7 separate regions of the Mus musculus genome follow, and regions 2, 3, 4, 5, 6 and 7 are each linked to region 1. The links are chromatin contacts, called in public ChIA-PET, HiChIP or PLAC-seq, Micro-C, capture Hi-C and promoter capture Hi-C maps. All regions are on one chromosome and are shown on one strand. Each heading gives the region's core, a stretch centred on a gene start, on an enhancer-like site or on the middle of the called end of the contact. The rest is flanking DNA. Distances are from core to core; before and after follow the strand shown.

The links. Promoter capture Hi-C pulls out the DNA fragments that hold promoters and counts their contacts. A called contact is a pair of places that touch in the nucleus more often than the background predicts. ChIA-PET counts read pairs in DNA pulled down with a chosen protein or histone mark. HiChIP or PLAC-seq counts read pairs in DNA pulled down with a chosen protein or histone mark. Capture Hi-C pulls out chosen DNA fragments and counts their contacts.
Region 2: a promoter capture Hi-C map of the HPC-7 cell line shows a contact between it and region 1. The contact joins the enhancer-like site here to the promoter of Map2k7 in region 1.
Region 3: a contact with region 1 is called in a capture Hi-C map of macrophages, with 4 times the contacts expected there. The contact joins the promoter of Insr here to the promoter of Map2k7 in region 1. A contact is called at or near these places in 4 of 39 promoter capture datasets (cranial neural crest, hippocampal neurons, pre-B cells and 1 more), 1 of 484 Hi-C or Micro-C datasets (embryonic stem cells) and 1 of 9 other capture datasets (macrophages).
Region 4: an RNA polymerase II ChIA-PET map of memory CD8 T cells shows a contact between it and region 1, with 16 read pairs. The contact joins the promoter of Arhgef18 here to the promoter of Map2k7 in region 1. A contact is called at or near these places in 2 of 39 promoter capture datasets (pre-B cells and stem cell-derived epiblast-like cells) and 2 of 115 datasets of contacts at active chromatin or transcription factors (bone marrow-derived macrophages and memory CD8 T cells).
Region 5: a contact with region 1 is called in a Micro-C map of embryonic stem cells, with 2.2 times the contacts expected there. The contact joins the enhancer-like site here to the promoter of Map2k7 in region 1. A contact is called at or near these places in 3 of 39 promoter capture datasets (cranial neural crest, embryonic stem cells and pre-B cells), 2 of 484 Hi-C or Micro-C datasets (both in embryonic stem cells), 2 of 115 datasets of contacts at active chromatin or transcription factors (bone marrow-derived macrophages and embryonic stem cells) and 1 of 9 other capture datasets (liver).
Region 6: a promoter capture Hi-C map of pre-B cells shows a contact between it and region 1, with 4 times the contacts expected there. The contact joins the promoter of Pex11g here to the promoter of Map2k7 in region 1. A contact is called at or near these places in 24 of 39 promoter capture datasets (the 3T3-L1 cell line, 3T3-L1-derived adipocytes, the C10 cell line and 14 more), 1 of 484 Hi-C or Micro-C datasets (embryonic stem cells), 4 of 115 datasets of contacts at active chromatin or transcription factors (bone marrow-derived macrophages, extraembryonic endoderm stem cells, memory CD8 T cells and 1 more) and 3 of 9 other capture datasets (adipose tissue, embryonic stem cells and macrophages).
Region 7: a contact with region 1 is called in an H3K4me3 HiChIP or PLAC-seq map of stem cell-derived neural progenitor cells, with 29 read pairs. The contact joins the promoter of Zfp358 here to the promoter of Map2k7 in region 1. A contact is called at or near these places in 8 of 39 promoter capture datasets (the C10 cell line, cranial neural crest, embryonic stem cells and 4 more), 1 of 484 Hi-C or Micro-C datasets (epidermal suprabasal cells), 9 of 115 datasets of contacts at active chromatin or transcription factors (bone marrow-derived macrophages, embryonic forebrain, embryonic midbrain and 5 more) and 4 of 9 other capture datasets (adipose tissue, embryonic stem cells, liver and 1 more).

The regions. Positions count from the first base shown.
Region 1 is chr8:4,237,040-4,240,311 of GRCm38.p6, forward strand. Map2k7 (mitogen-activated protein kinase kinase 7) reads left to right here and starts at 1,701. Exons shown (of 12, transcript NM_001164172.1): 1 at 1,701-1,994. The coding sequence starts at 1,871. It overlaps Lrrc8e (leucine rich repeat containing 8 family, member E), which reads left to right. Exons shown (of 3, transcript NM_028175.2): 3 at 1-431.
Region 2 is chr8:3,258,787-3,262,058 of GRCm38.p6, forward strand. It overlaps Insr (insulin receptor), which reads right to left. Exons shown (of 21, transcript NM_010568.3): 2 at 1-148. Among named protein-coding and RNA genes, the nearest start is that of Insr, 19 kb to the right of the region's middle. Within about 2 kb of position 1,640, at least 58 of the 459 cell types and tissues checked have an H3K27ac peak or open chromatin away from gene starts, as enhancers often do. A contact at or near this core is called in the HPC-7 cell line, where this site is marked.
Region 3 is chr8:3,278,092-3,281,363 of GRCm38.p6, forward strand. It overlaps Insr (insulin receptor), which reads right to left and starts at 1,526. Exons shown (of 21, transcript NM_010568.3): 1 at 938-1,526. The coding sequence starts at 1,037.
Region 4 is chr8:3,351,909-3,355,180 of GRCm38.p6, forward strand. Arhgef18 (rho/rac guanine nucleotide exchange factor (GEF) 18) reads left to right here and starts at 1,529. Exons shown (of 29, transcript NM_001370668.1): 1 at 1,529-1,822. The coding sequence starts at 1,819. Gm30369 (a long non-coding RNA gene) reads right to left here. Exons shown (of 5, transcript XR_870091.2): 2 at 2,945-3,012; 3 at 1,798-1,899.
Region 5 is chr8:3,399,146-3,402,417 of GRCm38.p6, forward strand. The region is part of intron 10 of Arhgef18 (rho/rac guanine nucleotide exchange factor (GEF) 18); the gene reads left to right. Among named protein-coding and RNA genes, the nearest start is that of Gm46029, 26 kb to the right of the region's middle. Within about 2 kb of position 1,611, at least 10 of the 459 cell types and tissues checked have an H3K27ac peak or open chromatin away from gene starts, as enhancers often do. A contact at or near this core is called in embryonic stem cells, where this site is marked.
Region 6 is chr8:3,465,921-3,469,192 of GRCm38.p6, forward strand. It overlaps Pex11g (peroxisomal biogenesis factor 11 gamma), which reads right to left and starts at 1,728. Exons shown (of 5, transcript NM_026951.3): 1 at 1,652-1,728; 2 at 1-51. The coding sequence starts at 1,711. It also overlaps a transcript of Tex45 not described here.
Region 7 is chr8:3,491,436-3,494,707 of GRCm38.p6, forward strand. Zfp358 (zinc finger protein 358) reads left to right here and starts at 1,703. Exons shown (of 2, transcript NM_080461.2): 1 at 1,703-1,874.

The sequences.
Region 1 (3,272 bases), core at 451-2,950:
GCAGGCAGCCCTGGGTCCCGTCCTCAGCATTTCATAATCTAGGAGTGGTGGAACCTATGTAATGTAGAGATGCCTGTATAGTACTCTGGAGGTGGAGGGAGGAGGCGTGAAAGGTTGGAGGTAGCCTGGGAGACGGAGCATAGCTCATCTCAAAACAACTAAGAATGGAATACTGACATGTCAGCTATGGAGCCCCTTTTCTCGAGCCGTAGGGAGTCCCATCAAGTTAAGCAGTGTTTTCTCAGGACAATGCTCATGGAACATAAAGAAGAAACTGTAAGCCGAGTCTCCTGTCACACATTCCCACCTGAGTCCAGTGCTGGTGAAGGCTACCTTTTTTCCCAGTTCATTCAGGGATTTTCTTTTGAATGTTTCCTGTGCAGGGGAGCATATACCACTGGGTGCTTAATAAACGAGAACGGTAATTTCCACCTCCTTGTACAGTATGATTGTCTAAGCTGCCTATAACTGGGGCCAAATGATGACACCTGTCTATCAAATCAGGCTGTCTGTCCTGGGAGGAAGGATATCCAAGTTACTTCAACGAGGTGAAGTAGAATCAAGAGAAATTGGGTAGTTTTCTGCCTAGGTTTTTTTTTTTTTTTTTTCCTAAAGAATCTACCTCACCCCACCCTCTAAAACAGTTGGATGGTGGTGATGCCTATCTTCAGTCCCAACACTCCAGAAGGCAGAGGCAGGTGGATTTCTTGAGTTCCAGGCCAGCCGGGTCTACAGAGTTACAGGGCAGCTAGAACTACACAGTGAAACCTTGTTGCGAAAACAAAACAAAACAAAACAAAACCAATCCAATTTTCCTCTCCTCTTTTATCCTTTTAACTCTAAGCTTCTCTCTGCTCCACCCATAGGTCATTACCAAAGGAGTTCTAAGAAGCCTTTAAAGGCCAAGGCCCATCCCAAAGTGTTCACTGTTGCTTCCGGAGTTGTGCGCAGCCTGACCTCCTGGGTTTGGTCTCTTGCTGAATGTCCCTGCACATTCAACGACCCGAATTTACACACAAACTTTATCCTAGCACTCTTGGAAGAACTTAATGCAGGGTGGGGATGGGGCTAGCAGGGCAGAGGCATCTAACCCCAGGGACTGTCTTCAGATAACATTGGTTTCAAGTCCGGATTCTCCGGGCGAAAGGATAGGAATGGGGCAGAAAGTCTGGCCTTAACCTTGATTCTGACACCGAGCTCAGGAATCACCAACTCTGGATTCCCTCTCCACTTGTCAGGGCTACTCTCACTGTGCTGGGACTGGCTGAAATGGAAAGGGATTACCATGGGCACCTAATTACGGTGAGGAGGCGGCTCCATGCTAACAGCGAGAGTTCAGGCCGCAATTAAGCATAACAGGTCCTCATGAAAGACCGTCCTAGACGAGGAAGGTTGTTCCGTGAGGGCGCGGGCACCAGAGCGCCCTAGAGATGCACACGAAGTGAAGAATAATCTGGGAACAGCCGTAAGCGTGTGCAGTAAAGGCGCGAGCTTGGCCGGTCTCCCGCTTCTGCACGCAGGCGTGCGGTTGACCGGACTTCGCTTTCTCTCTTTTTTTCTTTTTTTTTTTTAAGTGATTTCCAACAGCGCTTAATCGCCTGAAACTTCACGCATGCGCACTGCGGAAGGCAGCGATAGGCCATGACAATGCATGAGGCCCGCCTCGGGCTCTAGGTGGCATCAGCTTCCTACTGGAACCCAGTGCGCACGCGCGGCGTTATGCACGCGAGGCAGGGCGGGCACGCGCTGGGGTGGTCTAGGCAGGACGGCGGCTCGGCGGGGTCATCCGAGCGCAGGCGCAGTGCGGTGTTTGTCTACCCCGGACTGACGGGTGGCCTGGCGGTGAGCGGCGGCAGCGGCGGCGGGGAAGATGGCGGCGTCCTCCCTGGAGCAGAAGCTGTCCCGCCTGGAAGCCAAGCTGAAGCAGGAGAACCGTGAGGCCCGCAGGAGGATCGACCTCAACTTGGATATCAGCCCACAGCGGCCCAGGCCCAGTAAGCACGGCCTCGTGGGGGAGGGGCGGGCGGGGCGGGGCGCGCACTGGGAGGCCCCGCCCACCGGGCAGATCCTGCCCCCGCTTCCGGGGCGCTAGCTCTCCTCCCCTCCACTCTCTGTGCTGTCGGCTTGCAGGGAGAGGGTCACGGTGACCTGGAAGTCGGGTGGGCAGTCTCCAGGGCGACTCTCTCCGCCCACGTACCGCGGTCCCGAAGTTCACACCGTTGGTACCTGAGAGCTTAGTCCCTCACCCTGTGGTCGGCTTCCGGAGCCTTGTCACCTGCACCTTGCAGGCTTTCAGACTCGAAGCTACGCCGCTGTGACTACAACCAAGTCTTTTAACTCTGCAAACAGTTATATCTCTTCTGATTCAGTGGTTCCACTCCTGCCGAGTCAGTGACTGTCAAGAGGTCCCCTCCCCTAGCAGACAGTCCACACACGTGCATGCCTATCTGCCCATGTAGGTCACTAAGTCCTCATCTACATCCGTTTTGATTGGAGGCTTCTATTTGACTTCTTTGGTCATATCAGATGGCTCCTTCTAAGCTTGGAAGGACCTTGTCACTGGACCCAGCTCACTGCCTCCTACATACAGGGGCACCTCATATCTCTAATGACCAACTACTTTTCACTATTGCTGTCTAGCCCTCAGGAAACACATAGCCATCTCTCAGCCTGGCAGCCTTTGTCTACAGGGCTCAAGTGACTGCTACTACTACAGACACCTGTAACCAGTGTAGTCCCATCGAGTAGAAACGCACCTCCTTTCTGAGCCTACTGTCTTTGGGCCTGCCTCCTGACATACGGTCCTGTACCAAAAGTGCTTCCTCTTCCTTTCTAGACACACATCCAGCTTGTCCACCATGACCACAGTTAGCATCCTTGTTGTATCCCAGATACCCCTGTCCCAAGTTGTCTTTGCTGAAAGAATCTGGCTTTTTTTCTCCCCTCTCTGTCCAACCCTTCCTCTGTCCCTCTTGATTCAGCAGAATGTCTTCTTTATATCCTCTGTGATGTAATCTTTGGAGTATACATACTATAGTTGTCTGTGTGGTCACTATGGTAAGAGGGGAAAGGCAGCCTCCTGTAGGTGAAAATTCTGTTCACTACCTGGCCACCTGGCCTGACTGACCTTCACAGCTTGATCATCTTCCTGAAGAGGCATTCAGGATTCCCTCCATCCCTACCCCTTCTGGACAAAGTCTTCCACGTTTCCTTCCTGGGAGTTTCTTCCAGGAACTGGAGATACCCAGAGGTGGGGATGCATTTCACTGATT
Region 2 (3,272 bases), core at 390-2,889, 980 kb before region 1:
ATGATGAGTTTGGGGAAACTGAGGTCTCGGAAATCTTCGGGTCTGGTCTTGAACATCAGGAGGATCTGCAGATGGCCCTCAATGACTGAGCAGTTCTCCAGCTCATGTAGCCTGGTCAGGTTGTTCCGGATGTCCATACCAGGGCACACTAGAAGGCAGATAATAAAGGCAAAGCAAAGTAGGTGAGCCAGGGACTCTAGAACGGCTAACGGAACTAGAACCTAGAACTGGGGAGACAACAAAGTGTTGTACAGGGATGAGGGCCTAGCATCTATGCCCAGGACCCATGTAATAAGCTTGTGTAACATAATATGTCTGTGAGGGCAGGGGGCATTTAGAGATAGATGGATCCCCAGGGCTCACTGGGCTACTTCTATTAGTGAACTCCAGGCCAGTAAGAGACCCTGTCTCAAGAGACAAGATGGAGGGCACCTGAGGAACAACTAACCCTTGAAATTGGTCTTGGCTTCTCACACACACACAAAAAAAAAAAAAAAAAACCAGGGGTGTATGTCCCAGAGCACTCTAGGTCAGCATATCACAGACACTCCACTGCACATCTACTCTCACTGTTGCTCTGTTCACCACAGCTGAGGAAATGTCTGCCAACAGAAAAACAGATGAAGAAAATGTGGCACATATCATATAGAGGCATCTTCACAATAACCAAGTTATGAAATAAGCGGTCAATGGGTGGGAGCTAGACTATGCCTGCCTAGGCTATTTGAGACCCTGTCTCAAGAAAGTAATAATAATAAGAGATAAGATCAAAAATGTGGGATATAGAAACAATGGGGTAGTAGCCAGAAAGAATGAAATAATTAGATATATATGCACTGTATATGTGCACGGCAGGAACAGAAGAGAGACCAGTTGAGTAAAGAAAGATACTAATGGGTGAGCAGAGAGCTGAGTGCAGAAAATGCAGCAGAGGTGATAAACAAGGTACGATCGATGCACATAAGATGACATCGCGTGAAACCCATTCGTCTATAAGTCAACCAAAAGACTTGAGGAAGAAAAAGAACTAGGACTCCTTTTCAATCTTCCTGGTTGTTAACAGTATGTAAACGCTCCCCTTCCTTAATATTCTCACTAGTATTTGTTACTTCTTGTCTTTATGATACCAGCCATTGCCCTAACTGTGGATGACAGATAATGATATATGATGTGCTAGGCATGGTGACCACTTAAACTCCATTGATAAAGAGGCTGAGGCAGGAGGATTATGAGTTTAAAGATAACCTGTGTCACAGGAGGACACTGTTCAGCTGTAGAACCCCTGCCTAGATCTCCCAGTGAGGGTACATAGCCCTTCATAGAATTCCCCAGTGAGGGAGGAGATGGGGCAATGGTTCAGAGGTAGAGGCCCCTGCCTACTATGCAGACAGCCCTCTGCCCAATCCAAGATGGGGAAAGCTACAATTAGGGACAGTGCCAGCTTTGTGGTCACCCATTGTGGGCTCTGCATTTCAAACTCTTAAGCCAGCCCCGATGAATGGCTCTCCCTGTAAAGCAACCATGCCTAAATAATTCCTTTCAAAAAGCAAATAACATAATTCCTTTGGCAGGCCTGATTCAAAGCCTGAACATAATCGTCACCCTATCTATGAGGCAATCGGCTCAGCGGGATTACTGAGGGTTGAGTAAGATGTCAAGTGCAGAGGAAAGAGCAGCAGACCCCAGCTCAGTGCCCCTGAGCCTCAGCACGGAAGTTCTTCAGGAAGTGACTGACAGGGGAAAAAAAAGTCACATCAGAATGAATGTATTGGTTTTGTGTTTACCCACCTCCCTGGCTGACTCCACTTCCTTGGCCTGTCCTCCGGGCTACCAATTAAAGTCTAATTCCCTTTTACCTGGGTGTGGTAAGCGCTTCCCAGGAAATCCAGTCTCCATCGCTTTGCCCAAACACAACGGAAGTGCTGATCTCCTAAGCATGGTGTGCCTGCCAATTCCAACACAATGCACCAGGGCTTCCCATAGTCCTGCACACTCCATAATCACAGTCCTCAATATTCCTAAAAACCTCTGTCCCATAAGCCATGTATGCTGATTAGTTTTGTCAACTTGACACAAACTTGAGTGATCTGGCAAGAGGGAACCTCGATTTAGAAACTACCTTCATCTGACTCGCCTGTAGGCCAAGTCTGTGGGATATTTTCTTGACTGATGATTGATGTGGAAGTGCCCAGCCCACTGTGGGTGTTGCCACCCCAGGCAGGTGGTCCTGGATTGTCTTAGAAAGCAAGCTAAGCAAGCCAGGAGAAGCAAGCCTGTGAGAAGAGTTCCTCCATCGTCTCTGCTTCAGCCTTGAAGTTCCCGCTCTGACTTCCCTTCACAACATACTATAACCTGTAAGATGAAACATACCCTCTCCTTCCCAGGAAGCAAACACCATGCTAAACAGTTACTCTTTCAAACAATTATAAAACTCCTTGTCCCCAATGTCACATGACCTGTCAGGAGCAATAAAAAAAAAAGAGGAATTCAAGATAAGAGCCCAGGCTTTGAATAGTATACAGGTATACCTGTGTCGATGTTTACCACACCCCAAATATGGAACACACATATATGGGCGAGCCCATCTTGTGCCCTTGCAACTCCCATCCACACCTCCAGCACAGGACGACAGTGTCATTCTTCCTCAGATGCCTCTTACTACCTTTTTGAGAAAGTTTCTCTCTGGCTTGGAGCCCACTGAGTAGGCTAACCGCCAGGTCAGTGGGCCCCAGGGATCCCCTCTTTCTCTACTGCTCCAGCTAGGATTACAAGCATGAGCTGTTGGATGGTTAGGTTCCCCATGCTTGCAAGGGCAATCCTTTATTGACGGAGCCATCTTCCTCAGCTTCTTTTTCTTGTCATCCTCCTCCTCCTCTCCCTCCTCCTCCTTCTCCTCCTCTCCCTCCTCCTCTTCCTCCTCCTCTCCCTCCTCCTCCTTCTCCTCCTCTCCCTCCTCCTCCTTCTCCTCTCCCTCCTCCTCCTTCTTCTCCTCTCCCTCCTCCTCCTTCTCCTCCTTCCCTCCTCCTCCTCCTCCTCCTTCTCTTTCTTCTCCTCTCCTTCCTCTTCCTCCTCTGTCCCCATGCTTCCACAGCAAAGGCAAACAGTTTACAAGATGAGCTATCTCCCTAGATCGTTCTGGCTTCTGCAAAGCACTGGAATCACATGTGTGTACAGCACACTCTGCTCAGCTCCGGGTCATGGTCCCTTAGAGACATTCTGTCCCTTCTCTGTGTTCCTTTACACATGAGTTAGAACTTGTCAAAATCACACTC
Region 3 (3,272 bases), core at 276-2,775, 960 kb before region 1:
TGGGTATGTAACTATGTTGGCCTCCAGGGAACACTGGGAGGTTCTAGCGCTAACCAGCCTGGAGACTCATAATCATTCTAATTATAACCATCCTGAAAACTACCCCTACTGTTACTATGATTGCTGTGGGGCCAAAGGTATGCAGACTTTGCCTCTAGACATCTGGAAGTAGAGAATTATAAACATAGCAGCCACAAGGGGTCGATTCTCCAACAAGTGTCCTCCGTCGAAGAGGATACCCCTGGCTTTGGGTTTAAACTGCTCAGATGTCTGAATCTGTTGCAACCCAGTAACCATACTTACTTAAAGCAACCTCAAAGAGCCTCAGAGGACAGATTTGGGGTTAGAGAAAAGAACAGACACAGTTGAGAGGTGCACTGGGGACAGACACCCGAAGCCTGGGCGGGCACTGGGGCAAGGTTCCTCAGACCCGAGATGGACACACGCGGGGTACAGAGCCACAAGCCCAGTGAGCAAAGGCCAAGGTCAGCCGGGGTTTCACGCAGGGCCAGGGCCACCAAACCCACTCTTCCCCTTCCCCAGTGTAAAGATGATCACTATAGGGAGGGGACTCTTCATAGACACAAGGACGCTACGGGAGTCTTCAACCTTCAGTCCGTGGAGAGGGGGCTCTAGGTTGATGGAAGAAGAACGAGAAATGTCCACAACTCTCGTGAAAGGACTATATTGCTGGAGTGGTGAAATGGGTGTCTGTAACCCTGACTCCTTGGTGGGGCCTGGGGGGCTCTAAGTTGTATGGAGCAATGGGAAGGGTTGTCCCCATTACTCAGCCCAAAGGGAGAATTCTCTAGGTTGGCTGTGGCGGTGGAGAGGGGTGTCCCCGACCCTCACTCCTTAGGGTGAGGGTTCTAGATTGGCTGGGGCGGTGGGAGAAGTGTCCCCGACATACTGTGATCGCCTCTTGTCCCAGACTTACCCTCTCCAGGGTACAGGTGGCCGGCTGTGCCCACCAGCAACGCGGCCACGGCCACCAGCAATGGCACAGCCGTCGTCTCACATCCTCTCCCGAAGCCCATAGCAGTAGGAGTGCTGGGACCCCGGCGATCAGAGCACGCCACGCCGGCCTACTGGGGACATACTCCGTGAGAAGGTCTCTGGAGAGGCGCTCGGGGCCGCACGTCCTTCTCTTCCACGCCCGTGGCTCACAGGCCGCAGCTCTCCAGCCTAGAGGGCCCTGGGGACAGTCCCGGGAAGAGCACAGAGGCCTCGGCCGCAAGCAACACCGTGGCGCGGCCCGCAGGTCACCCAGGCCCGGTCCCGTGCCCGCAATCCCAGAGTCCAGAGCTCACCGCGGTGCGTCTCCTGTCCGGGTCTCCTGCTTCTGCCCTCCGTGCAGCTCTGGGTGGGTCGCGTTGTGTGGAGTCTGAGACAGAGGGACGCGCGCACTGGAGGGCACCTGGGCTGGTGGTGGCGGCGGGAGCTAGGGCTCGACTCCAGCCCGTAAACAACGCAGCCCGTCAGCTGGGCCCGCGCGGGCCAAGGGAAAAGGTGGCGCGGATTAAGACAGGGAAGGGACTGTGCGCTCCAGTGAGGCCCGCTGGGGGGGGAGGGGGAGAAAGCCAGCAGAGCTCGGGGAGGCGTGGCCAGAGCTGGCAACGCCACGCCTCCTCGCCTCCTCGCCTCCTCGGCCCCTTTGCCCCCTTGCCCCGTAAAACCCGCAACTTCAGAGACCCGAGGCTCACTTCAGATTCTTCCAATCCCAACACCCCGAACTGCTGGCTTAGAAAGATTACGATTTAAAAGCTTGTAAGCGTTCTCAGATACCAGTGTAACATAAACACCCAAACAACTCTAAGACTCACCTGTCAAACGTCCGGAGCTGCCCATATCCGCACCTGACACGAACGCCCCCAAAGAGTCCCAAAGTTCCGATTTTAAAACCTAGGGGTCCCCAGATCCCCGCCTGACTCGAAAACCACTAAACAGGCCTGAGGTTCCAGTTTAAAAGCCTAGGGACGCCCCCAGGTCCCCTCCTGACTGCAGCAAACACAAGTAACACCGAGGTTCCAATTTAAAGGTCTGGAGCACACTCTAGATCTCCGCCAGATCTAGACACCCCAAATTACCCCGAAATAACAATTTTAAAGTCTGGAAATGCCGCCAGATACCCCAGGACATAAACACCCCAATATGCCCCTAGATGCCAGATTCAACCAAGCACATTTTGTCTTTCTTTACTCCTTTTTACTATTTTTTTGACTCCCGTGGGGAATTCACTTTAATTCTTTACCTTTGATTCTGTTTTTCTTTACAGCCTATGCTACCAATGTCTTACGAGATTCTCCCAACCCTGGCTCTCTCGAGGAGCTAGTAGGCGCCCAACAAGTTCCCTCCCCAGTGAGCTCCCGCCCAGCAGCTTGGAGGCACCAGCTTCCAGGCCACAGCCACGTGTCCACAATGCAGGCAGCCTGTATTCCCTGGCCTGCGCCCCCTCCACCCAGCACTGAATTCCAGCAGAAATCAATAAGGAAATGACTCTAGAAGAACATAACAAGGCTTCTAGAAACACGTTAGAAACTTCATATAGGATCAGAGCAGACATAACTCCATTTTCAACACACATACCAGTAGGTGGCTGTATGTCTAAGAAAGCCATTCACTAGCAGCCCTGCTCAACCACATCATGAGGCGCTAACCCTGTCGGTGCCTTAGGAATATGTGCAGTACAGAGTCCTCTATCCTTTGCTTCACATGTTCACTCAGACCCGGACTGTGGCTGCTGGTCTGTGCAATGGGTTTGACAATATCTGTAAAAAAAAAGGTAAAAATAAAAGTAAAGTGGCAAGCAATAGAGAAAGACACTTAAGGTCAACCTTTGGCCTAGCACACCACACCACACACACACATAAACACACACATACAAACATATACATAAACAGAAAGAGAGAGAGAGAGAGAGAGAGAGAGAGAGAGAGAGGAGAGAGAGAGCGCTAAAACAAAGAGCCAAGCATTGGGAAGCAGGTCTTTAATGTCTTTACTCACAAGGTAGAGGCAGGGGGATCAGGATTGGAGCTTAGCCTGGAACACATGAGGTCCTGACTTTAAAAATAAATAAAATAAACAGAAAACAAAATAAGAGTGGACCTGACAATATGGCTCAGCAGGTAAAGGCACTTGTTGCTAACCCTGAAGATCTGAGTTCAATCTTGAGCTCCCACAGAAAAGGTGCCTGTACACACACGCAATAAATAAATAAATAAATAAATAAATAAATAAATGCTTTTTCAAAAATATTTTTAAGTAGTAGCCTA
Region 4 (3,272 bases), core at 279-2,778, 890 kb before region 1:
GCAAAGACCAATGTATCCACCCAGGAATCTCTGCATGTGTGAATGCTGCTATTTGTACATTACTGTTTCCCAGAGGGCCACATTTGAGAACTCACAAGAGTTTCATGCTAAGAGACCACTCACTCAGTTCCAGTGTGGAGCCAAGTTTAAACCCTTCTTCTGCTCACCTTTTCAGGTACTGGTGTACCCATCCTGGTAGGAGTGAAGATAGTCTATATTCATTCCTATTATTAAGTGTGTATGTGTGTGTGCACATGTGTGCATATGTGTGCGTGTACCTGTATGTGTATTTGTTTGTGTGTGTATATATATGAATGTATATATGCAGGTGGCTGTGGGTATGTGCGTTTGTCTGTATATGAATATGTGCTTGTGTGTGCAACTGTCTGGGGTATGTGTGTTTGTCTGTGTGTGGATATGTGCGTGTGTGTGCATGCAATTGTGTTGGGTGCCTATAGAGGTCAGAAGGGGCACAGGACCTTCTATAGCAGAAATTAAGCAGTTATGAGCCACCCAGTGTAGGTGTTGGGAACTGAACTCAGGTCCTCTAGAAGACTAGCAAGCACTCCTAACCACTGAGCCATCTCTCCAGCCCTGCGCATACCTCTTGCCTTCTATTTAAACCTACATCTAATACCAGGTCTCTAAGGATGGACTTGGAGGGGAGAGGTGGGAGGAGCAGGGGGCCGTTTGGTCCTCTTACAGGTGCAGCAACCCTGAATAGATACATTTTTTCTACTTCTCACTGTTGTTTGCCCTGGTTGCCTAGACTTCCTCTGAAGACTGGGCTGGCCTCAGATTCAGAGGTGCGCCTGTCTCTGCCTGCCCAGTGGGATTGAAGGCGTGCACCACCACATGCACTTATTTTTGAGACAATGTCTCTCACTGAACCTGGAACACTGGATCAGACTGGGTAGCCTGCCCTTCCCTGGGATTCTCCTATCTGCCAGCTCAGTACTGGAGTTCTCACAGGTGGCCTTACCACACCCTGACTTTATTTAGTCAGGTGGGGGTGGGGAACTAAAATCAATTCCACTTGCTTGCACAGCAAGCACTTGACCCTTTGAGCCATTTCCTCGACTGACTTTCTTAGAATGAGTCGCTGAATCTGGTTTGTTAGGAGACTGCCAGGACTCAAGCTCTAACCTTAACAGCTCTGGTAACAGTGCGTTAGTTGAAGAAGTGGAGTTAGCGGTAGTGGCAGTATTTACACCGGGAAAACAGACAGATACCAAGCAGAATGATCGCTGGTAGACATTTACAAACCCAGCGTTCAGCTCCACATGTTTCCATGGGTCCACACACCCACATATGTGTCTGTCCCCATGTGTGTTCCAGCGTGTGTCTGTCTAGAGACATGTGACTTGCATGTCCCATGTGTCTCTGTTTGTGTGCCCGAGTGTTAGGGTGAGGCCCTCACACCCCGTTCCTCTTCAGCAGTTGGCGCCACAGGAAGCTGCCGGGTGGGGGTTCAGTGCTGCTGCCTCCCCTCCCCTCCCCTCGTGGGAGGCTTTACATTCTTTACTTTACTTCCCCGTGACGCCTACGGCAGGTACAGGCTGAGGGTGGACTCCCAGATCCTCATAACCCACCTCCATTTGTTTTCTCCTCTCCTTGCTGACCCCTGCTGCCTGCTGCTCAATATTGATGAAGACAACCATAAAAAGCCGGTGGCTTAGAAAGAGGAAACTGGGCAGAGTTGAGCCACTCTGTGGTTAGCCTGGCTCATGTGTCCCTTGAAACCCTGGTTGTGTGACATGGGAGCTGCAAGAGCTGTTAACAAAGCCAGTTACCTACCTGAGCAAGAATCGGGAACTCATGGGTGAGTGACTATCTTGAAGAGTGGTGGGCACTTCGGGATCTGCACGTCTGAGAGTCTGTGAGGCAGGAGATTGACTCCTATAGCCGGGACACAACAGTAAGAGAGTGGGGCAGCTGTTTGCACTGCAGAGATCAGGAATCCTAAAATGACCCTGGAGGGTGCTGGGGAGATAGCTCAATTGATAGGGTGCTTGCTTAGCATGGGCAAAGTCCTGGGTTTCATCCCCAGCACTGCATAAGTCAAAGCTGGGTGTTGTACGCTGTCAAGCATCACTTGGGAGATGGAGGCAGGAGGATTAGAGGTTTAGGTTATCCTCAGCTACATAGGGAGTTCAGAGGCCACCTGGTCTAGAGGAGACCTATGATGGAGTCTGAAGGAACCTTTTGTAAGCAAAGCCTGTGTGGGGACGGAGGAGTAGGGGGCCAGGGATGAGGGAGGAAGTCTAAGCGCCTTTTCAGCAGGTGTCCGTGTTTTGCCTTGTTCTGTTTTGTTTTGCTTTTGAATCTGGGTCTCACCATGCAGTCCAGGCTTGCCTCCAACTCCCAGCATTCCTACTTGTGCCTCCCCAGTTCTGGGGTAACAGGTATGCACGCATACCACCACACTGCAGCTTGACCTCTTCACCTTTCAAAGCATTGGCTCTGGGGTTTTGTTCAGCCTTGCCTGACACAGACTTGGAGAATCCTGTCTGCAAAGCAAAATTTTAAGGCTGACATCTGCTGAAAAGCCGATCTTTCCAGGTCTTCCAAATGGGGACCACCCTCTGCTCAATAGCCCTCCAGCTGTAGGCCCTTAACCCTGGGGAGTCACTGGTGGCTCCCTTTGTGGCCCAGTTTGAGGAACCTCCCACAACAACTGCCGGAATGGAGTGAGGTGAGGAGGCAGGCTGTGGTTTGTACCAGGCACACCCAAGACTACAGTTTCCTCAGTTTCTGTTGACTTTGTGCACTCTCGGGTGTAGGAAGGCGACCCCTGGAGCCATGTATCAGTGGATTTAGAGCTGACCACTCTAACGGAGGTGGTGAGTTAGGTAGGAGACAGGCTTTGAATGTGGCTCCCACAGGGCTGACCCTCCAAGAGAGTCACCCTGGTTTCTGAGGGAAAACTCCAAGTTGTACCCACCTTTAAGCACCCTTCTTGTGACTGTAAATTCCTGTCTGAGGCAGCTTTTCATGGGTCTTGAAGAGGACCTAGGGAGATAACACAGAATAAGAACTTGGTTCAGCTCCCCTAAACTCATGAAAAAAAAAAACAGGTTTTGAGCATGGTGGTGCAGGCCTGATAGCTCAGCACTGTGGAGGCAGAGACAGGATCACTGAAGCTCTCCGACTAGCCAGTTTAGCTGAATCAGTGAACCTCAAGGAGAGTCAGGGAAAGCCGGTCTCGAAAATAAAAATAAGAAAAAATAAGGTGGGAGCCAGCAAGACGGTTCAGCAGGTAGAGGCTAAGC
Region 5 (3,272 bases), core at 361-2,860, 840 kb before region 1:
AACTTTAGCATATGGGAGTTAGAGACAGAAGAACCAAGAGTTTCAAGGTATCTTCAGCTTCATCATGAATTCAAGGGCCATCCTGTGCTACATGAGAACCTGCTTCAAAAGATTCATAAATAAATGGATACATTGTATCGTAGTGTGTCAGATACTCATGTTTGTCCCTGCGGTTCATACTCTTTCCAGCCCCCAGGTAACCACCTTAAAGGGGCTGGAAAATGGTTAGACTGTTTGTTGCTCAGGGGGAAGGACCAGAATTTGATCATCTTCAGACCCGGAACCCACATAAATGAAAGGTTGGCAATACACCTGTGATTCTGGCCTCAGGAAGCAGAGATAAGGGACCCCGAGAGCAAACTGACTATGGAGACTAGCCATACTGGTGAGCCCTTGCTTCTACTGGGAGCCTCTGCCTCAGTGAATAATGTGGAAGACTAATTGTGTGTGATTCCCAATGGCAATCCCAGGCCTCCAAATGCTTGCTTGAACATGACACACACACCCCTTGTACTGACACCCATACACATATGTGTATCCACATGCATGGAAAACATGAACACACATTCACACACACCCATTCACACATGTGAAAACGGGAAAGGACAAGACTCTATCTTTAAAGACAAAGGTGGGGGGAAGAAAATGTCCCTCCCATCAACCCCCCTCCCAGGTTGCACCCTGACCTTGATACACGCCGGATATGTTAAAATATATTCAAGCTCACACCATTTTAGTTGTAAAAAGGATGCTAACGGAGGCCTTTGCAAAGTTCTGGAATTTTCCTGCCATAGGAATTAGCTACTGATTTACATTTAAAAAATTTTAGTGCATTTTTACTTATTTTGTATGGCAGGAAGGCTTGTGTGGAGGTCAGATGACAACTTGCATGGCTCAATTCTCAACTTCCACCATATGGGGCCTGGGCCTGGGCCTGGGCCTGGGCCTGGGGATCGAACTTAAGTGGCCAGGCTTGGCAGCAATCCTCTTTACTCACTGAGCCATCTTGCTAGCCCCATTTACTTACATGAATACTTGGCATTCTTCTTTTTATGTTAGAAGCTTCTTTAAAAATTTTTAATTCTCTTTTTTTTTTTTTTTTTTTTTGGTTTTTCGAGACAGTTTCTCTGTGTAACCCTGGCTGTCCTGGAACTTACTCTGTGGACCAGGCTGGCTTCGAACTCAGAAATCCGCCTGCCTCTGCCTCCCAAGTGCTGGGATTAAAGGTTTAATATTCATCTTAATTTTATGTGCGTGAGTGTTTTTTTCTTGGTGTGCGTGTAATGGACCATATTTGTGCCTGGTGCCTGTGGAGGTCAGAAGGCATTGGCTACCCTGGAACTGGAATTGTGGACAGTTGTGTGCCTCCATGCCCATGCTGGTAATTGAGCCCAGGTCCTCTGCATGCACAGCCAGTGTTTTTAGCCTCTAAGCTGTTGTAGCCTCCTTAGGCTTGTGGGGAAGTTAAGGTGCTCAGAGAACAAAATGCCTGCTCCCAGTTTGCAGGCTTAGCACTCTGGCGCTCAGGATGATTGCCCATAGTTAATTCCCTCTGCATTTCCCTCACTCTAATCTCTTCTGCTGTCAAGCATAATAATAATGGGTGTTCCCTCACCTCCCACTGATCCCTGCCTGGTGGAATTGGCCCTCCCTTCCAGAACAAGCTAATTAGATACAGTAGAGGGACCAGCAAACTTCTCTGCAAAGTGGCCTGCACAAGCTCAAACCAGCCAACGTCTCAGTGAGGACAGGGAAGGGCTCATGAAGTGCTACCCCTAACTGAGAAGTCACTGACAGTTGGAAGGAGAGTTGGGGTTCTTCACAGATGTGGTCCCTGAAAGGCTACCCGTGCTCCTGTCACCAGGTACATACATATCAGCAACAGTGAGTGTGCACCACAAGTTTGGGGTTTTTTGTTTGTTTTGTTTTGTTTTTAATTTTTGTTTTTTGTTTTTTAAAGAGCACAGGAAATTGGGAGGAGAATGTGGTGCAGGGGATAGAGGAGTTGGAATAGAGAAAGGAGAAAATGAAGACGTGACCTTGTTCCAATAAGACTTCATTTACAAATTAAAACTGTCTGACCCATGAATCATTGTTGGTCAGTGTTTGTGGTAAGGGTGAATGCGAATGAGGTTGGGGTGTGTTTGTGTGCATGCTTGTGCCCGTCTCCACCTCCCCAAAGCTGGGATGATAGGAGCATACTCCCATAGCCTGGCTTTTTTACATGAAGTCCTCATGCTTGCCCAGCAAGCACTTTACTACCCCAGCCGTCTCCCTACCCCTTAGATTTGGCCTTTCTACAGTTCTGTCTCTAGGCTGTGTGGCGCTGTAAAAGTTGAGGTGTGAAGGCCACAAATGAGATAGAGGGTGTACTGGCTAGTTTTGTGTCAACTTGACACAACTGGAGTTATCATAGAGAAAGGAGCTTCAGTTGAGGAAATGCCTCCATGAGATCCAGCTATAAGGCATTTTCTCAATTAGTGATCAAGGGGGGGGGGGTGTCCCCTTGTGGGTGGGACCATCTCTGAGCTGGTAGTCTTGGTTCTATAAGAGAGCAGGCTGAGCGAGCCAGGGGAAGCAAGCCAGCAAGGAACATCCCTCCATGGCCTCTGCATCAGCTCCTGCTTTCTGACCTGCTTGAGTTCCAGTCCTGACTTCCTTTAGTGATGAACAGCAATGTGGAAATGTAAGCTGGATAAGCCCTTTCCTCCCATGTGCTTCTTGGTCATGATGTTTGTGCAGGAATAGAAACCCTGACTAAGACAGGGGACAGCTGACTTAGTGTCTCAGAATCTGGGTGATGGTGTGGACCCACTCTTCCTGCATGGGGTCCAGGGCATGGGTTAACAGAGAGTTCAGGGGCTGGGTGTGGTGGTGCACGCCTTTAATCCTAGCACTTGGGAGGCAGAGGCAGGTGGATTTCTGAGTCAGCCAGCCTGGTCTACAGAGTGAGTTCCAGGACAGCCAGGGCTACACAGAGAAACCCTGTCTCAAAAAAACAAAAAACAAAAACACCAGAGTTCAGGGACTACCAGGTTATTGATTTATGGGTAGGGCCATATGTGGAGGTTAAAGGACATTTTGGGAGAGTCAGTTCTCTCCTTCCACCGTGTCAATCCTGGGAACCAAACTCAGTTTATAGGACATGGCAGCAATTCCCTTTATCTGACGAGCCATCTTGCCAACCTTCCATCCGAGGCTAAAAACAATAAGACCTTCTAGTTATTCTACTCCCTACGTCCTCGTCGGAAAGATTCACTTACCTTGGGCAA
Region 6 (3,272 bases), core at 478-2,977, 770 kb before region 1:
TTCCACTAGGACCCCACCGATCAGCTGGCAGCAATACCCCAGTGTCCGGATCTGTGGGAGACCAGAATCGGTTACCATGGTTCCAATCATGGCTGAGCTGCAATCCCCTACCACACACCCAGCCATGGACACTTTAGGATGGAAACTGGAAAGAGTTGCTGGGCACGGTGGATCAGGCCTATACTTGTCAGTACTTGAGAAACAGAGGCAGGAGGATCACCTCCAAGTTTAAGGCCAGCCTGGGCTACTGAGATCCTGTCTCAAAAAAACCCAGAAAGTTCTAAGAGTCATCAAACTGCCAACCCAATCTGAAAGGTTTTTATCTTTTGTTTCTTTCTTTTGGTTGCTGAGGCTGGGTCTCACGTTCACCTCACTCACTGCATAGCCCAGCAAGTCACTGCCATGCCCCTGCCTCAGCATCCGCAAGGCTGTAATAACAAGCATGGGGCACTTAATCTGGCTAAAACTGAAAGCTTCTTTCGTTCTCTCTTCCTTTTTTAAAAGATGTAACATTATTCTAATTTGTTAATTTGAGACGGGGTCTCCGTAGCCCAGGCTAACCAGACACCGTGGTCATGATTAGAATTCCTGATCCTCCTGTTTCCACCTCCCAAACTCTGGAATGAGAGGTGTACAAGCATCTGGTGTACTTGAGACTGAGACCAAATCGTGCACAATGCACAAGCACTCTACCAATTGAGCCAACATCCCAGGCAAGGCAGAAGTTAAGAGGAGAGCTTGACATCAAAATCCAAAAAGTGCCACATAGCCGGGTGTGGTGAGGCACACCTGTCATCCCAGCCAGTATTTGGGGAGCTGAGGCATAAGGACAAGAAAGTTCAGGGTCAGCCTGGACTACAAGGTAAGTTATAGGCAACCAGAACTTCATAACAAGGTCCTGTTTCAACAAAGAAAGAAGAGGGGAAGAGAGGAGAGGGGAAGGGGAGGGGGGGAAGAGTTGCCATGGGGAGTCCCATTAGAGTGCTAGCTTGCTCACCAATGGTTGAAATGACAGAAAACAAAACTATTTCCCACCTCCTGGGCTCTCCTTTGCCCACAGGCAGGGGCATAAGGCTCTTCCGCCTAGCTCTGCCTTTAGCAGGACTGAAAAAGCAGTCTAGGTGGCAAAATAGCCATTTGCTTGGAAGACTTTAGAGAGGGGCCATTCAGTAAGACACTTAGAACACGGAAATTTAGCAGGCTCACCGCCCTTGTATCTTTGTTTCTTTTGTTTTGAGACAGGGTATCCTGTAGCCCAGGCTGGCCTTGAACTCCTGATCTTTCCATTAGAAGTGCCGAGATCACTGGCTTGTGCCAATATATCTGGTTTGTGCGGTGCTGAGGAAGGACCTAAAGGTTTCGTCTATGCTAGGAATGCAGTGGGCTACAGTCCCAGATCTTTTATTATTTCACTTGCTTATCAGAAATGATTAGTTTCAAGCTGTGTGTGATGGCACACACCTGTAATCCCAGCAATTCGGGAGGCTGAGGTAGGAAGTTCTCAGGTAAGACACCAGCCTGCCGACAGCCTGCTGTCATGTAAGACACCGGTCCCTTTAGGACCCCCTCTCTGGCCTGTTTTCCTCATCTCTGAGACCTGACCAAACTCCAGGTCACTCCGGTCCCGCCAAGGCCCCAGACTTCCTCTCACCAGGCGGTCCCGGACCCGGTGGGACTCCAGCGCGGAAGCCAGACGGTTCAGCAGAGCCATGGCAACTCGGTCGTGACGTCACCCAGGGCGGGGTCAAACTCCTTTGGAAAGGTCCGAAGGTCCGCGCAGGCGCAACTGCCTGCCCTTTGTCCGAGTACTGCTACCTTGTAGGCGTGCTAGCCCGAACCCAGTTTGCAAATGTATTACTGCCACGTCTGTCCTCCCTGCCCACGGACACCCAGAATGACCTTCTAAGCCTGTTGAAATTCGCTCCACCGCTGCTTAGGCAACTCCGCAAGCAAAATGTTTCAAAAATTAATTCATTGCCTACGGGCGGGGGGGGGGGGGAGCGGGGAGTGGGGACAATCAAAAGCTTCACTTGTGGGCTTCATGTACCTGCTTTATCAGTTTGTCTGTTCTGAGCATCTGTGACTGGTGTACTCTCACAAGGCATCTTGATTTTCACTTTCTTTGAGGGGTGATTAGATTTCTTTCTTTTTTTTTTTTTTTTTTTTTGAGGATTTCATTTAGTTCACGCTATCTTTGAACTCACCATGTGCTCAAACTGGCCTTACACTCCTTATTTAGTCTCCCAAATGCTGGATGATAGGCATGTGGCACAAGGCTCCAAGACATCATTAGATATGTTATATTAGATATCATTAGTTACCTGGCTAAAAGGCACCTTTAGAAGAAAAATGAGCTCGGCAGGGAACAAGTACCTTTAATCCCAGCATTCAGGGGGCAGAGGTTCTCCGTGAGTTCCAGGCTAGCCAGATCTACATAGGGAGCTCTGGGCCAGCAGGATGGCACAGTTGGTAGAGGCGCATGTAGGTCAAGCCTGAAGACATGAGTTCCATCCTTGGGACTGGCATAGTTGAAAGTAAGAACCCACTCTGGTGCTAGCTGTCCTCTAACCTCCACAGTTATGGTGTGGTGCACATGCGCGTGTGTGTAAAAACAACTACAAAATAGTCAAAGTTCTCTTCCACTCTTCCTTCCAGGAAGGACAAAAGTTGATCGCTAAAGGTGTTTGATCCATATCTACCTGAGCAGGGCACCCAGAGAATTCACCTTAACCAGCTGTGTTTTGTTTTGTTTTGCTTTGTTTTGTTTTGTTTTTTTGTTGTGTTTGGAGGAGTGAAGACACAAGTATTTTGAGTATTTGTTTTGAAACAAGATCTTATGTAGTCCAAGCTGGGCTCCAACTGAATTAATTTGTAGCCAAGACTGGCCTTGGACTCCTCCTGGTCCTCCTGCCTCAACCTCAGAAGTGCTGGCATGACAGGTGTGTGCCACCAAGTCTGGTTTGTGTGGTGCTGGGATGGAACCCAGAGCTCTCTGCATGGTAAGCTAATGTTCTATACTGAGCCACATTCACAGACCCCAGAACAGTATTTTTTTTTAAAAAGATTTATTTATTATTATAAGTACACTGTAGCTGTCTTCAGATGCACCAGAAGGGGGCATCAGATCTCACTATGAATGGTTGTGAGCCATCATGTGGTTGCTGGGATTTGAACTCAGGGGCTTCAGAAGAGCAGTCGATGCTCTTAACCACTGAGCCATATATATATGTGTGTGTGTGTGTGTGTGTGTGTGTGTGTATAACATATATATA
Region 7 (3,272 bases), core at 453-2,952, 750 kb before region 1:
TTATGGGGACAAGAGGAGATGTGTGGTCATTGTTCTAGCTGCAACCTATTCTTGTGTCTATCTTAATTCAGCTTTGGTCAGAGGGTAGCCTTGCTGTACCATTAATTTCTCTTTGTGACCACTGTTTATACTCAGGCAGCAACATCCAGAGTCCAGCTGCCAGATCCCCCTGGGCTTGTTTTCATTCCCCCTGCGGTGGAGGGAGCTGGGGCTTTAAAGTGTGGTCTAGAGCCTTCCTTGGTCCTGGCTAACGTCTTCCAGAAATCAGCTCTTGGTCCAGCCTCCTGGACTGCCTCTGGTGTCACCTGTCATTTGAATAGGAAGCTGAGAAAATGGAAGGATCAGAGGGCAAAAGGTTACCTAAAATTAGTGAAAGATTCTACTATCAACAAAAACTCTGTGTGTGTGCACTTGTGTGATAGAGACAGGGGAGGGGGAGAACTTGTACTTACACATATATGTGGACTAGAGAGATTGACTTCAGGTGTCTTCCTCAATGGGTCCCACCTTATTTTAATTTTTTAAAATTGCATTTATTTATGTAGTGGTGTGTGTATATCTTCCATGTGGAGGTTAGAAAATAGTTTGATCTTTCCACCCATGTTGGTCCTAAGGAATCAGACTCGGGTCCTTGGCCTTTCACCAAGCACCTTTACCCACTAAGCCACTTGGTTGTCCCTCCAACCTTACTTTTTGAGACACAGTCTCACAATGACCCTGGGAGCTCACTGATTCAGCTAGACTGGCTGGCCAGTGAGCCCTTGGGTCTTCTTGCCTCAGCCACCTCAAAGCTAGGATTCTAGATACCCACCACTGAATCTGTCCTTCCACATAGGTGACAGAGATCTCAAGCCAGGTCTTCAGCTTCTGCAACAAGCAGTTTACCGACTGGGTCACCTCTCTAACCACCTGTCTTACCACAAACCATCACCCACTGAGCCATTTTGACAGCCCTAAACTTTCTGAGATAATACTAGATGAAGAAAAGACAAGTGCATATTTAAATTGCAGGCCTTCTCAAAGCACACCCTCCCCCGGCCTCTTGCTTATATAATTTGAGTATCATGATAGCTGGTGTTTGAAACAAGATAGAGAAATGAAAAAGAAGGCAAGACAAAGGTAGGCAGAGACAAAAGGCAGAGGCAGAGAAAATGACTGGGCCAGAGGCAAAGAAATTAAAAGAGGAAAAAATAAATTACGGTAGAGAAGGAGAATGGGGAAAAAAGGAGGACTGGAGAGATAGTTCAGCATGTAAAAGTGCACGGCCAAGCCTGCAGACCCTGGTTCTATCCCTGGGATGGAATAAGGAGAGAACGGACTCCTGGAACTTATCTACTGATTTCCCCATGCGCAACACGGCATGCATAGGCACTGAATCCATTTTTTAAAGAAGATAATGAAAGAGATGGAGAGGAGGGGACAGAATGGAAGAAAGATGGACAGATGGAGACAGAGATACAGATGGAGAGTCAAGATCGGGGGTCGGAGAAGGGGCCCGAAAAGTCACATGGGTGCATGGAGGGTTAGGGTGGCGCGGGTTGGTAGGGCGCAAACAAAGACTGGACGCGCGCCAGCTCGGGTGGCCCTGGTCGGGACAAAGGCTTGGCCCGGGGGCGGGGGGGTGGGGTGGGGCGGCGCGGGGGCAGCGATGGCGCCGGCCGCGGAGGGCTCGAGCGAACTACAAGTCCCAGCAGCTCCCGCAGCGGCCCTCGGCCGGCCCCTCTCGCTCCCCGGGAGTGCCTGGCGGGGCCGCTGGGCCGAGGGGGCCGCCAGCGGGTCTGGCGATCGGTGGGGTTTCCTGCAAGCCTGGGGCGGGGAGACACCGGCTGGCCAGCGCGAGTGCAGCCAGGCCGGGCAGGGGCGAGGGGCATCGGGTGAGTGACCCCGAAAGCGGATCGGGCTGGATTGGGGAAGGCTGGACAAAAGGGGGAGGTGGTTGGGAGGAGACCCCTCAACACTAAGAGCAGGGTGCGGGGCGCGGCCCCAGGCTATCTCTACGCACCCCTTGCAGAGTACATGGTGCCAGCGCTCTACTTGGGGGGTCAAGGTGGCGGACGCGGTGGGAAGGGGGTCCGGAGGAGCTCAGGCCTAGTACGTTTATCCGGCCAACGGCGGGACCACCCCCTAATCTACAGTGAATCTGAGATCCGGATGGGTGGAGGCGCCCGCTAGCTCGGAACCCACAGAACAGAACACCTCCTTGTTTCAGAAGGGGGTTCTTTTTTTCTGGAAACCAAGAGAAGCTTGGGGCATTGTTCTTCCTATGTGGGACTTTATACTCCATAGTGTGTGTGTGTTCAGAAGGGAGGTGTCGTGTTACCTCAAGAATCCCAAGAAAAATCCCAGTTATTGTTATCTTCCACATTCAGTCTTAGGATGTAGAGCTCTGGAAGCTCATTTTCCCAAGAGATGATCGGGGTGCACCTGCCCTCTGCACATCTACGAGACAGATGTGAGTTTCCATTCAAGATGGGAGTTCATGAGGCTGCTTCCTTCGAAGGCAATCTAAAAATACCTTGTCTCCAGAAATCTGGGCGGAGACCCCGGGGTACTGCCCACTAATCTCCAGCAGTTGGGCCTAGGTAGAGAAACTGTTGGGGGAAACTCAGCGCCCCTCTGTGTACTATCTCCTGACTGTGAGGTTGGGGTCAGGTAGGTCTCCCTAGTCCCCTGGAGCCCAGCCCAACAAAGAGTTCACTTAGCCCCAAGGTAGAGAGGTGTTACTCTTTCTCCACATCTGCCTCTTTCCCTAAAACAGTCTTCATACCCTAATCAAGGAGTGTGTGGTTCAGGAACTCCCTTCCCTTGAAGACATTCCTCCTCAGCCCTCTGTGCCCCACCCCCCAGTTCTCTCTGTAACCCCCCAGAGGCCCCCCCCCAAGCTATAGTTATCACCGGCTCTTCACCAAGGGGTTAAAATCCACAATCTTATAAGCCAATTGGAAAATTGCTATATTAACTGCTCTCTCCACCCTCTGGCTGTGGAGTTCTTAGTGATCCTTCTGCCCCTTTCCCCAGAAGGGGGCCATGTATGCACCCCTCCTTAGTTTTGAAAAACGTTATTATTTTGTAGCCCAGGCTGATCAGATCTGCCAGCCTCATCCTCAAAAGATGCTGGGATAACAGATGTGTGCCACCACTGCTAGCTCAGGTTTCCACTCCCTGTCCTCTGGTTTAAGACAGAACATATCTCACTCAAGCTAGAATTCTAGAGAGGTCTAGAATTCTTTCCTGGAAGCAAACAAGGAGCCCTGCAGTTTTCACCGTGACAG